3 separate regions of the Mus musculus genome follow, and all the other regions are linked to region 2. A link is a contact called in public Hi-C and promoter capture Hi-C data. All regions are on one chromosome and are shown on one strand. Each heading gives the region's core, a stretch centred on a gene start, on an enhancer-like site or on the middle of the called end of the contact. The rest is flanking DNA. Distances are from core to core; before and after follow the strand shown.

What was found. Promoter capture Hi-C pulls out the DNA fragments that hold promoters and counts their contacts. A called contact is a pair of places that touch in the nucleus more often than the background predicts.
Region 1: a Hi-C map of bone marrow-derived macrophages shows a contact between it and region 2, with 25 read pairs. The contact joins the enhancer-like site here to the promoter of Doc2a in region 2. A contact is called at or near these places in 14 of 39 promoter capture datasets (the 3T3-L1 cell line, 3T3-L1-derived adipocytes, the C10 cell line and 9 more), 1 of 15 datasets of contacts at CTCF or cohesin (the NIH/3T3 cell line), 6 of 484 Hi-C or Micro-C datasets (bone marrow-derived macrophages, cerebral cortex, cumulus cells and 3 more), 7 of 115 datasets of contacts at active chromatin or transcription factors (craniofacial prominence, embryonic basal ganglia, embryonic hindbrain and 4 more) and 4 of 9 other capture datasets (adipose tissue, embryonic stem cells, liver and 1 more).
Region 3: a contact with region 2 is called in a promoter capture Hi-C map of liver, with 5 times the contacts expected there. The contact joins the promoter of Mylpf here to the promoter of Doc2a in region 2. A contact is called at or near these places in 18 of 39 promoter capture datasets (the C10 cell line, HPC-7-derived erythroid cells, the SN4741 cell line and 11 more), 1 of 15 datasets of contacts at CTCF or cohesin (embryonic stem cells), 5 of 484 Hi-C or Micro-C datasets (B cells, the G1E-ER4 cell line, bone marrow-derived macrophages and 1 more), 14 of 115 datasets of contacts at active chromatin or transcription factors (the 230-238 cell line, T-cell acute lymphoblastic leukemia, bone marrow-derived macrophages and 9 more) and 3 of 9 other capture datasets (adipose tissue, liver and pancreatic islet).

What each region holds. Positions count from the first base shown.
Region 1 is chr7:127,163,017-127,167,400 of GRCm38.p6, forward strand. No RefSeq gene overlaps it. Among named protein-coding and RNA genes, the nearest start is that of Spn, 27 kb to the left of the region's middle. Within about 2 kb of position 2,750, at least 24 of the 459 cell types and tissues checked have an H3K27ac peak or open chromatin away from gene starts, as enhancers often do. A contact at or near this core is called in bone marrow-derived macrophages and group 2 innate lymphoid cells, where this site is marked.
Region 2 is chr7:126,845,202-126,849,240 of GRCm38.p6, forward strand. Doc2a (double C2, alpha) reads left to right here and starts at 2,352. Exons shown (of 11, transcript NM_010069.1): 1 at 2,352-2,831; 2 at 3,214-3,661; 3 at 4,019-4,039. The coding sequence starts at 3,385.
Region 3 is chr7:127,210,131-127,214,610 of GRCm38.p6, forward strand. It overlaps Mylpf (myosin light chain, phosphorylatable, fast skeletal muscle), which reads left to right and starts at 1,478. Exons shown (of 7, transcript NM_016754.5): 1 at 1,478-1,633; 2 at 2,731-2,823; 3 at 3,035-3,110; 4 at 3,288-3,392; 5 at 3,480-3,558; 6 at 3,805-3,853; 7 at 3,961-4,157. The coding sequence starts at 1,631. The coding sequence ends at 4,065. Septin1 (septin 1) reads right to left here. Exons shown (of 11, transcript NM_017461.2): 11 at 4,312-4,480.

The sequences.
Region 1 (4,384 bases), core at 1,500-3,999, 320 kb after region 2:
CAGAGATCCACCTGCCTCTACATCCAAGTGCTGGGATTAAAGGTGTGTGCCACCACGCCCCCAGTTCATTCTTAATTCAACTTAATTGTGTGTGCACCAGCAATGCTGGTGGTGACGCACAGTGCCGTGTGCAGGGCATTGGAGAATGCTGTGTGGTGAGCTCTCTCCTCCTTTAGGTCTTGATGCTCCAGCCCAGGTCCTCAGACTGACAGCAGGAGCTTTTTTTTTTTTAACCTCCTAGGCCAGCCTAGAAGGTTCCAGGAGCAAATGTCAAGTCTTCTAACATCCAAAAAAACAAAACAAAACCAAAAACCTAAGGGGAAGGGATTCCGAATCCATTCAGTGAGATCAGCATCACCCCGATACCCAAACCAGACAATGATGCACAAAAAGGTTCATTCCCGATGGACCACACTCCAGACCAGGTGGGATTTGCCCAAGGATGAAGTGGCTTCCACAAATCAACAAATGAGAAACAGCACAGTAACTACTTGAAGAACAATAATATGGTCACTTCAAAAGACCGTACTCATGAGGGACACTAAGAGGTTTTCTAGTCCCACACCCTCCTTGTAGCTTCCCCCTCCTGCCCGGAGTCAAGGCTAGGCCAAGTTTCATTCTCCACCCACAGGAGCATTCTTGAGTAAAAATTTCTGACTGATAGTTACCTGACCCTCTGGAAAGTCCCAGGTAGAGTTCAAATGTGTGTCATGCTTGCTAGCCAATAGACTGAAAGGTCAATACACTTGGCCAATAAGTTTGAACTGTAACGTTGCTGATGTAACCTGTGCCCCTAAAAAGTATACAAACTGCTTGTAATAGCCATTCTCGGTCGCCTTCTTAGTAACTCACCTTGAGGGGCTAATTGAAGGTCGACCCGACATGCCAAGGAAATAAACCTCTTGCTTTCACATCGATCTGCATCTCTGTGTCTCACACAGGGGCATCTCGAAGTAAGGACCACTGACTGAAGGTCGGGGTCGAGGTCTTACACTCAGATAAAAGAGAACCGTGTGAAGAAGGTCTGGTTCTTTGACACAGTAAACGCCACACAAGTCAAACCCACAGCTAGCTTCAAAAATGAGGACAAGAGGAGAGGAGAGCTCGGAGCTCTGGCATAAGAAGTTGCCAACTCCACCACCTTAACTCAGCATAGCACTGGGTGTTCTAGCCAGACCAGTTAGGCAAGAGAAAAAAAAAGGGGGCACCCCATAGGGAAAGAGGAAGTATATTTTGCTTGCAAATGGCTGTCTCTAGAAAAACCAAAAAGACTCCACCAAAAATGTTAGGATTGGTAAATGAATGGCATCATGTAGCAGGCGCTAAGTCAGCATGAACAAGCCAGTGACATGTCTCCACTCCAACTGCAAGCTGCAGGAGAAAGTGAGAAACAACCCCAGCAGCTGCGTCCCTGTGCACATGCTAGCATGCAGGGAGTGTTAAAGCTGAAAATTTCTAAGAGAAAGACCAAATCGACAACTGACCTATTAAAGCAAGCTTTATGTAATACTGGCTAGGACAATGGACCCTGGCCAGATCCATACCCAGGATCCATGAAGATTGGCCCCCAATTAGGTCAGACGGGTGCCTACAAAGGTCAAACCCACAGGCTCTGGTACTTTCTGCTTCCATACATCCTGATGTACTACTTCCTGCCCATGTGTCTTCTGCCTACTGGCGATCAAGGTCTTCCTGTGCAGCATGGGCAACCAAGCTTGTGTACTGAAGGGAAAACACAGGCCTTGTTATCTGACGTGAACAGCAGCCCAGGGAGTTACCTGTCCTTGGGCAAATGGGATTAGCCTTTACAGTCCCCATGTGCAATGTTTAGAACAAAGAAAGTGAAAAAATATATATATAGGGTATGGTGGGATATATTTGTAATCCAGCATTAAGAGACTGAGATAGGAGGATCAAGAGTTTGAGGCCAGCCTGGTAGATTCAGGGAAGCCTGGGTTACAAAGTGAGACAAAAAAAGGGGGGGGGGCAAACTACCCATCAGATAGAAAAGATAGGTAGACCAGATATTCAAACAATAAAACAGTAGAAAACAAGCTAAAGAATGAGAGGCTCTTGTGAGTAGACATTTCTCAAAAGGACGCAGGTATGTGGGCTCATGCAACCAAAGTCACAAAACATCTGGGAGCACTGGTGTTGCTCATAATCTCAGTTCTGGGGAGCTGACTGCAGGGGAGTCCCTGGGGCTCACTCAACAGCCAGGTCCAGGGCCTAGTGAGAGACCCCGTCTAACACAAGGTTGATCTTTGCCTCCACTTACGTGCATATACATACCTGCACACAGACACACACACATATACAAAAAAATAAAACCTTTTAAAATATGGAATTAGAAGCTGGGTGTAATGGTGCATGCCTTCTATCCCAGCAATTCCGGGAGGTAGAGGCAGGAGGATCTCTGTGAGTTTGAGGCCAGCATGGTCTACACAGAAAGTATGTAACACAGAAAAGGATGTAACACAGAAAAACCCTATCTCAAAAAAATAAAGAAACTAGCAAAGAAAACCAGGAGTTAGGTTTGGTGGCTTGTATGTTTAATCCTATCACCCAAGAGGCTGAGGCAGGAAACCCACAGGTTTGAGGCCAGCCTGGGCTATAAATTGAGACCCTGTGCTTCAAAAAGCAAAGCTAACAGCAACAAGAAGTGCTTGAGAGGAGGAGGAGAAGGGAACACTCAGACATTCTTGGTGAGAATGCAAATTAGTATAACCATTATGGAAAACAGTACAAAGGTTCCTCAAAATGCTAGAAACCGGGCTGGGAAGTAGCTCCATGGCAGACAATGTGCATCACATGAGAGGGTTTAATCCCTAGAGAAAAAGAGAAGTATCGTTTGAAAGGTCTTGGGATATCATAACGCTGAAATGATATGAAATGAGAGTCAGGCACAGCGGCACACACCTGCAACCCCAGCACTGGAGAAGAAGGGGGGGGGGCGTTCAAAGCCAGCCTGGCCTAGCTTACATGGAAAGTTCCAGTACAGTCATGAAAGAGCCATCACCTAGGCAATTCTCAGTCACCCCACACTTCCTGGCTTGTCAGGCATGTCCCCAGACTAAGTTATGCAAAGGCTCTGAGAATAGTTCAAAAGAACAACCTTATAAAGTCCCAGATGATAATTACCAACGAAAGGCTACTTCAAAGCTTACACGCGCCATCACTCCAGATTCATGTGAGATACGAGAAACCACGTGTGACATTGTCCAAAACCAAAACCACGAAAAGCAAACAGAACCATTTGATCCAGCAATCCAGCTACTGGGTAAATGGACAGGGAGGGAAGCCTGTGTCCAAGAGCTATCTGCACTGTCACATTGTCACAACTGTCACAGACGAAGGGGTTTGCCTTCTCCAAATGCCTAGCAGCCTTGGGGCCTGGTTAGTTTTGTATCAACTTGACACAGGCTAGAGTTTTCTGGAAAAAGGAACCTCAATTGAGAAAATACCTCCTTTAGACTGTAGGCATATCTGTGACAGGATTTTAGAATTCTCGTATTGCACATGAATCTGGAGTGATGGCGCGTGTAAGCTTTGAAGTAGCCTTTTGTTGGTAATTATCATCTGGGACTTTATAAGGTTGTTCTTTTGAACTATTCTCAGAGCCTTTGCATAACTTAGTCTAGGGGCATGCCTGACAAACCAGGAAGTGTGGAGTGACTGAGAATTGCTTAGGTGGCGGGTCTTTCAAGACAACCGGGAGATCAGATAAGAAGTTTTGGTATGTGGAAATTGACTTGATAAGGTGCCTTTTAGGTAACAATAAAGAGCATCTAGGGAGCTGTCAGTGTTCAGTCCTTGCTAGGCTGATCCCCCTGCTGCAGAGAATTTCATCTCTTTTATTCTGTCCATCCTCCCAGTAGGGCACTTTCTTGATTAAAGATTGTTCTGGAATGGCCCATCCTCCTGTGGGTGGTGCTACCCCTGAACAAGGGAGACTGGGTTCCAGAAGAAAGCAGACTGAGCAAGCTATGCAGAGCAAGCCAGTAAGCAGCAGCCATCTCCCTGCTTCCCCCCACCCCCCAACCTCTACTCCAGTTCCTGCCTTGAGTTCCTGCCCTGACTTCCCTCAGGGTAGACTGCATGAAATGATCCTTTTCCTTCCCACGATGTTTTTAGTCATGCTGTTTATCACAGCAATAGAACAACCAGGATTTGACCCAGCTCTGCCTATTGGCTTGTTGCTGGGCATTTGTCTGTATACTGAGGCTCTTGGAATTCTATTTTCCAGTTGCTAATATTCCACAACAGAAAAACTGATCTATGAAGTTTCTGTTTCTGTAAAATACCACTGCTGTGGTGGTGGTGCGTGTCTGTGATCCCAGCCCTGGAGAGGCAGAGGCAGGTAGATCTCTGTGGGTTTAAAATT
Region 2 (4,039 bases), core at 1,102-3,601:
TTACACACAAAGATGACTGTAATCCTTTTCAATATTTATTGATTTGTGTAAGTGTTTCCCATGTCCCACATGTAGAAGCCAGAAGACAACTTGTAGGAATTCGCTCCTTCCTTCTACCATGTTATGTCCTAGAAGCAAACTCAGGTTTGTGTGTCGAGTGCCATTACCATCTGAGTCACCTCACACCCTCAAATGTTTGTGATTTGAGTGTGCTCTTTGGAAGGGGTACAGACACATGGCACAATTCAGAAGCATGCGGATGCGATGGCTCACACCTTTATTCCCAGTACCTACGGTCAGAGGCACACAGATCTCTGATGGCAGCCTGGTTTACACAGTGAGTTCCAGGCCAGCCAGGGTTACATAGTGAGGCCCCATCTCAAAGGAAAAACCATACAGAAAGTTGTATGTTGGAGGCCAAATCTTTCCTATGCTTGCCCTTCCCTGTTCCACAGCAACCTCACTCTTTAGCGGTCACCATAGTTACCATTTTCTTGTGCAGTCTTCTGGAAATAATACATGAACAATTAAACATGTGTGAGGTCTTCCCCTCATTCAAACAGCAGCATTCCCATGGGCTGCTATGCACTCTGCATCTTGGTTTAAGCGAAAGAGAGAAGATGAAGACAACTGTGTGTGTGTGTATCTCAGAAGCCTCATTTTTCATGGCTATATACTATTTTGATATGGGAAATTATGTCATAGCTGATTTAACCAGCCTCCCATTCATGAACATTTCATTTGTTTTCTTTTTAGCAGTTGTAGGTAAGCCAGTTGGTGGTGGTGCATGGCTTTAATACTAGGACTCGGGAGGCAGAGACAGGTGGATCTGAGTTCGAGGTCAGCCTGGTCTAAAAGCACGGTGAGTTCCAGAACAACCAGGACTATACTGAGATACCCTATCTCAAAAAAAAAAAAAGTTGTAGGTAAGAATCTTGAACTATTATTGTGTATATTGCTGGGTATATTGCTAGGATAAGGTCGGAGCTGGAGTTCCAAAGAGCATGTGTATTTGTGATCCAGTGTCAGACCAGTTGCACCAGCAGTGCCATTAACTCATTTAATTAGTAAGTTAAGAGTGCTGAGACTTGAATTTTGCCCATTTCATAGGTGACTGGTATTGTGTTATATAATGTGACTTTATAGTATTCTTTTAAAAAAGTTTTAAAATACAAACATGTAAAATTTACATGTAACGACTACCATGTTATCTTTTCTTTTTCTTTCTTTCTTTTTTTTTTCCAGAGACAGTTTCTCTGTGTAGCCCTGGCTGTTCTGGAACTCACTCTGTAGACCAGGCTGGTATCGAACTCAGAGATCCGCCTGCTTCTGCCTCCCGAGTTCTGGGATTAAAATTGTGTGCCACTATGCCCAGCCCATGTTATCTTTTTTATTTGGTGTTAGGGATCATACACTGTACCAGGGGCCGCAGGCCTGGACAATGTTCAAGTGTACAGTTAGTCAGTATTAAGCATAGTCACATGTTGGGCAGAAGAATTTCTCTGTTGAGTCCCAATATTTAGTGAGGCTGACTTAGTGTCAGGCCGGTCCGAGATGAATCAGCCCCTGTTCTCTGCCGCAACTCCCCGGCTGTAAACAGGGAGATTTAAACTGTCATCAGAGCTGAGTCTAAGGGTTATGGATAGAGGAATATAGAGAGATATAAGTGTGTGTGTGTGTGTGTGTGTGTGTGTGTGTGTGTGTGAGTGTGTGTGTGTGCACTCCAGAAGACTGCTAGGATCAGGTGACTGTAATGACCCGGAAGGCAGTTTTCAGGAGCAAAGGATCCTAGAGGTGGCGGCAATGCTCTGAAACTGAAGGTTACTTGCCAGCTGTGGCCAGGGGATTCTTGGCTTGAAGGGCCTCTCTGAGGATTTGGTCTTTCCAGGAGGTAAGTTCAGGACGCAAGAAAATCAAAGGTTAGGGTTGAAGCCTCCTGTTAGCACACAGCCTGTAATCCCAGTGAGGTAGGAGAGTCAGGAGTTCAAGGCCAACCCAAGCTTCCCATCTGGCTAATGCCCATTAAGATATTTAAAAAACAAGACAGAAGGCTAGTGGCGAGAGGCAGGAGGCAGTTCGTGGTAACTGAAGGTTCGAGGGACAGAACTGGAGATGACAGAGGGTGGTGGGAGATGTGGGTCTGATAAAGAGACCTAGGTTCTAAGGGCTGAGTTGAATCACAAGATGGAAGGAGGGATGGGAAAGCCAGTCTTCTTCCGAATGTGGTTCCCCAGAGCGGCAGGAGCAGGTCTCTCCTCTTTCGCCGGCGGGTCCCTAGGTCACTGCGGATCTCTAAGCCACACCCACGGACACCCAGGGGTAGGACAGCTGCCCTTTCCTTTCCCCTCTGGTGCTTTCTAGGATGGGGGTGTGAGTGGAAACCAGCGTCGCTATGGCAACCAGGCCGGGTGGTCGGGCCCTGGAGCCCTGGGAGCCAGCGAAGGCGAGAGGCGGGGCAGCGGGAGGCGCCAGGGCTGCGCGGCGGGGCGGGGGCCTGGGTCTCCCGGGAGGAGCTGGGGAACACCGGGCGCCTCTCGCGGAGGTGCACGCCAAGTTCTCGGGTGAGTGTGCACGCGTGTGAGCTGGCCCAAGGCTCACGGGCGGGCGTGAGCACGAGCACACGTGTCGAGTGTGCACTCGCGTGCGTTCTGGGGCCCGTGTCTGGCCCTCTGCGCCCCGCGCCCCTCCCGGCCGCCCGCAGCAGCTCCCGCCACTCCCGCCCCGCGCCGCTTCTCGCTCGGTCCTCGCCCGCCGCGCCGCAGTCGCCGCCGCCGCCCAGCCTGCGCCCACGGGCCGCCCGTGCCGGGCACCTGTTGGAGGCTCAGGGACAGGTGCGGGGGCTGGACTGGCCAGGGGAGCGCGGGTGAGGGTGAGAGGCGGAGAAAACGAGGCAGGGGGTCCCTACCTTGGGAGAACGGATGACCCGGGTTAGGGATAGGCAGGCAGGCAGGCAGGCAGGCAGAAGCTTGGGCTGAGTGAAGAGAAGCCTAGAGGGGTGGGTGACACCCTGGCCAGCCCCGCGCCTGGTGCAGAAGATGGCCAGAGCTTCAGAGCAAGCAGCAAAGGAGGGAAGCTGTGGGGTCCCTGGAGGACTTGAGGGGATGGGGACAGAGGGAGAGCCCAGGATGAGAGGAAAACCCTGGAAAGGTGACAGAGGGACAATGTGCAGGTAGTGAGCAGGGTTAAGGGGGAGTCACGACCTGTCTGCTTTAGGACTGATCTGGCAACCCACCCAGCCCTTTGTGAAGCCAGGCCTCCTGCCTGCCCACCAGCCAGCGCAGATCATCTTTTCCCTCGACACCCAGGAAGGGAGGGCAGTGAGGTTCCTACAGACCCCAGCCGGCCACTCCAGCTCTACACCCGTCTCCCAGTCAGAGGTGCTGCATGAGGGGCCGCAGGGGCGATCGCATGACCATCAACATCCAGGAGCACATGGCCATCAACGTGTGCCCTGGACCCATCAGGCCCATCCGCCAGATCTCCGACTACTTCCCTCGCAGGGGGCCAGGACCAGAGGGTGGCGGCGGCGGCGGTGGCACGGGCTGCGGGGAAGCCCCAGCTCATCTGGCCCCTCTGGCTCTGGCCCCCCCTGCGGCTCTCCTTGGGGCCACTACACCCGACGATGGAGCTGAGGTAGACAGCTACGACTCGGATGATACCAGTGAGTCTGGGGGCTCAGTGAGCTTGTGGGAGAGAGCAGCCTCCTGAATGTGTGCGTGGAGGATGGGGAGGAGGGAGGGCAGTCCCGCCACCACAGCTGCAGTCTGGGTGCAGATTACAGCTTCAGCAAGGCTCAATATTCAATATTTCTGCTGAGACACTCCACCACCCACACAGACAGTTGCGGCCGAGCCAGGGACCTAGACGCAGGCATGCACATGGCTGCTCAGCCTCCTGCACATACACTGGCAGGCCAGCAGAGATGTGGACACATCCTTTTAGCCACCAGGTCTCACACCTTGACCTGGACCAAAGACTCATACTACCTTCTCTCTCTCTCCTTGCCCTTTTTCTGCAGCCGCCCTGGGCACACTGGAAT
Region 3 (4,480 bases), core at 228-2,727, 360 kb after region 2:
GACTACCAAATCCATAAGGCCACTCTCAAAATCCTAGTGAGACCTAGCTCTCAATGTCCCTATCCCTTTCTGTCTTTTGAAGCTCCTTAGTCTTGTCAGCTTACTTTCCCGCTTCCAGCTCTGACCCGGACCCGGTGAGGACCTGTCAGATCTTCTTTTCATAACTTCTCCATCTTCCCCTTTGATTCAAGTTTACTGAGAAGTCCACAAATCCCATTCCCTTTTTGGAGTCTTTCTCACCTCCCAGAATGCACTAATGAGTGGGCTCCTGCATGACGTAGCCCCCTCCGTGGTACCCATATGTGGTACCCATATAAGGCAAAACAGCTGCCAACTAAAGCCGGGAGGGGCTGTGCGAAGGCCAAGGGCAGCTGCTAAGTTTAGGGTGGCTCCTTCTCTCTTCTTAGAGACAACAGGTGGCTGGGCCCCAGTGCCCAGAAAAGAAAATGTCTTAGTGGCATTGGCATGGACTGGAGGAGGGCAAGGGAGGGAACACATTCCTCAGGACATCAGGTCCTAAAGGGAGCAGGAGGAGATGCGTACCATTGCCAGCCTGGGGTTCCTATACTGCGGTTTCCCTAGATTCCCACTGCATGGATCAGTATGGGCCACTGAGGCCCAGAACATTATGAAAGTCACAACATCAGCCAAGCTAGCATTTTCCCAGAAAGGAAAAGATACTGGTTATGCTACCTGGGAGAGGATGGCTGGGGCCTCTGTGTTTTCTCTGAGGTCCAGCAAGAAGCCTAAACCTTGCAGGGCGTGGTGGCGCACGCCTTTAATCCCAGCACTTGGGAGGCAGAGGCAGGTGGATTTCTGAGTTCAAGGCCAGCCTGGTGTACAGAGTGAGTTCCAGGACAGCCAGGACTATATAGAGAAACCCTGTCTCAAAAAAACCAAAAAAAAAAAAAAAAAAAAGCCTAAACCTCTCTTGCTTCAATCCTTTCTTTTCAAGTGCACCGATGATGTCTCTGCTTGTTGTTGCAAACCCCACAGCATTTGGTCACCAACCTTAACATCAAGCCCCATCCTGATTCTGGCAATCCTAACAGCTGACTTTCACTGTGCTGGCCTTTGCCCATGTGCCCTGCGGTCTGCTCACTGGTCCTCACCTCACTCACTTCCTTAGCTTCCTGCTGAGTTTTGCTGTTGTCATTTGCTTACTTGCCTGCTTGCTTGCTAAAGTGAACCCACAAAACCAAGCATACTGTCTATTGGCACAAAATGCTTACTGAGTTTAGATCTGTGCCCACCCCACTCAGGGGCTCAAAAGTCTAGTTCATCTCTTCCAGAACTGTGGGCTTCCCTGAGCCCCTCTGAATCCTGGCACACTGCAGTCCCCCTTTGGGAGAAAGAACATCCCTTCCTACCTAGGTCCTAACGAGACTTGCATCCCAAGGCCTCCTCCCCCTCCCTTCCTGGGCTCCAGCTGCTGCAGGCCTCCAAGAAAGGAGAGGCCCCTGAGCTGGGCTATTTTAGTATCTGGGGTGGGTATCCACAGGGCTAAGGTTACCACGGTATGTTAAGGGCTGCCGGGGCAGGACTATATAACCCCAGAAGAACTGCTCCAAGCAGATTCTCTTCCTTTTTCCATCTGGAGCTACTGCCTTGCCCCCAGGAGATCTAAGACATGGTGAGTGAAGATTCCTCCCAACCTAGCATTAGCTCAGGATAGCCCTACCCTTCAAAAAAAAAAAAAGGGTGCTGCTTCTCATTCCAACTACAGGCAAAATATGAACCCTCTCTCTTAGCACCAGAATGGGGCCAGAGGAGAGTGATGGGCTGAAAGGTTCAGTCAAGGATAATATGCTCAGATATCTAACCATGATGTCTAGGGGTAGGGGTAGACCTGTTCAAAGTCTGTTCCACCCCTTTCTATCATTTCCTAAAGTCCTCAGACGAATGAGATGATCCTGCTTGCATTTTGTAAGTGGGAACTAGAGGTTCAGATAGGGCCAGTGAGTAGATTAAGCTAGCAAGTATGGACGCCAAGTTGGCAGGCAGAGGATTCTGAGAAGGGCACTTGTCAGTCAGGATGAAGTGATCTGGGAGCTATAGTTGGGAATTAAGACACACAGCCAAAATGAGGCCCCTTAGCCAAGAGGTGCCAAGAAAAAGAAGAGTTATTCTATAAAAATGGACTCAAAGAACTCCGAATCTGAATCTGATCAGGCATAATGGGTATGCCTGTAATTTCAACTGCTTTAAAGCCTGAAGAGGTAGGAATCCAGGAGTCCAGGAGTTCAAGGCCAGCCTGAGTTATGCAGTGAGACCAGTCTAAAAAAGAAAAACAAAAAGAAAAGAGGAGGAGAATCTGGGTGTGGTGATGAATATCTTTATTCTCAGCAGGAAGAAGCAGGCAGATCTCCTGGGTTCAAGGAAAGGAAGACTGGGTCTATAGAATAGGCCCCAGGGCTAAATCATGAGACCACGTCTCAGGGTGGGGGTGGGGAGGGACAGGGTTGGGGTTGAGGATGTAGCCTGCCTAGCATGCACAAGCAACCAAATAAAATAGGATGTGCTGCTCGTGACGCTAACCCTGGAACTCGCACGGTCAAGGTTAGAGACGGAGGCACGGTGAGCAGGCCAAGGTCATCCTCTGTTAAGTAGCAAGTCTGAGGGCTCCATGAGACCCTGTCCTTAACAGAAACAAAAGTCTGGTTTGCTGCTCCCAGGAGAGAGGTACAGGAACTGGCCTGTAACTCCCCTGTTCAACCTTTACCCTCACAGGCACCCAAGAAGGCCAAGAGAAGGGCAGGAGCGGAAGGGAGCTCCAACGTCTTCTCCATGTTTGACCAGACTCAGATCCAGGAGTTCAAGGAGGTGAGAGTGGGAGGCTAAGGAAAGCCTCCCCAACCCTCCTCCCCACCCTCCTCCCTACCCCTCCTTCCCAGAAAGTGCACCTGTTGAGGGAGGAGGAGAATCCTTCCCCTCCCTTCAAAGGGTGGAGGGGGACAGCTGGCTCAGGGCCAGAATCTGATCTGCCTTGGGCCAATTCCTGGTTTCATCTGTCCTCACCCCTACCCCTCCACAGGCGTTCACTGTAATTGATCAGAACAGGGATGGCATTATCGACAAAGAGGATCTTCGGGACACCTTTGCAGCCATGGGTGAGGCCCCTACTCCTATCTATAAATGTTGAAAGCTATGGAGTTGGAGGGGAATCCAGTGGCTTCAGGCCTTAATCTGCCCAGATGAAAAAAATGAATGAGCTAATATAAGCTTATGAGAAGCACACCTCTGGTCCCCAACACCCAACTCCAACCCCTAACGCTCACCCCATTCAGGCCGTCTCAATGTGAAGAATGAGGAACTCGACGCTATGATGAAGGAAGCCAGTGGGCCCATCAACTTCACTGTCTTCCTGACCATGTTTGGGGAAAAGCTTAAGGGTGAGTAAAAGGTTCTCCACCCAAGACCCTGGTTGCTCTTTCCAGACCTTTGGGGACGCGCTAGACTCGTGTCCTCTGTCCCTGCAGGTGCGGACCCGGAGGATGTGATCACTGGAGCCTTCAAGGTCCTGGACCCAGAAGGGAAGGGCACCATCAAAAAGCAGTTGTGAGTGGCTCCCTCTAGTGGCTCTACTGTCTTTTCCAAAAATCCCTGCTTAGGGGTGACAGGTTGACAGAATGCATGAGCAGTAAGGACTGGGTGACATTTTTATAATAACTAAGGGAAGAAATTCTAGACAGTACTTGGGAGATGCGCCAGACATGTTTCAGGAACGGTTGGTGGGAACAGGAATGAAATGAGAGGGGACCGTACTCATGAATCCAATCTCACCTCCCCGAATGTCCTTCTCAGCTTGGAGGAGCTGCTTACCACGCAGTGCGACCGATTTTCCCAGGAGGAGGTGAGTTGGGGAGAGCCCGGGAAGGAAGAGGACTCCGAGTGGAGGGAAGTGGGAGAGAGGGAAGCAGTGGGGGAACCGGTCCTAGAGCTACTCCTGTCTTCCTACAGATCAAGAACATGTGGGCAGCCTTCCCCCCAGACGTGGGCGGCAACGTGGACTACAAGAACATCTGCTACGTCATCACACATGGTGATGCTAAGGACCAGGAATAGGGGACCCAAGGTCTCAGAAGACCTAGATAGGCTTGTAGCCGCTCCATCTCTCACCCTGGCCCTCAATAAAACTCAACTGGTCTTTGTTTCTTATTGGTGGCAATTTCAGTGTGTTCATGCGCAAACTCAGGTGGGAGGCTGAAACAACGGCCCAGACAGACAGGAGTGGCTAACAGTGGAATGACTAGTGGCCAGGAGGCCCCCAGCGGGCAGCTCCATTCCTGCTGGGAAGAAGACTCCGGCAGCTGGGGGAAGGCGGGAAGCAGTTTTTATTAGATGGAGAACTTGGAGGAATAGGAAAACCCAATTGGAACGCGGGAAGAGCGGTGGGGGGGGGGGGGGAGGAGTGGTGGGGAGGCTTTTCTTGGAGTGCGGTCCTCTTAGAGCCGCGCGGAAGACGAAGTCGGATGGGCCT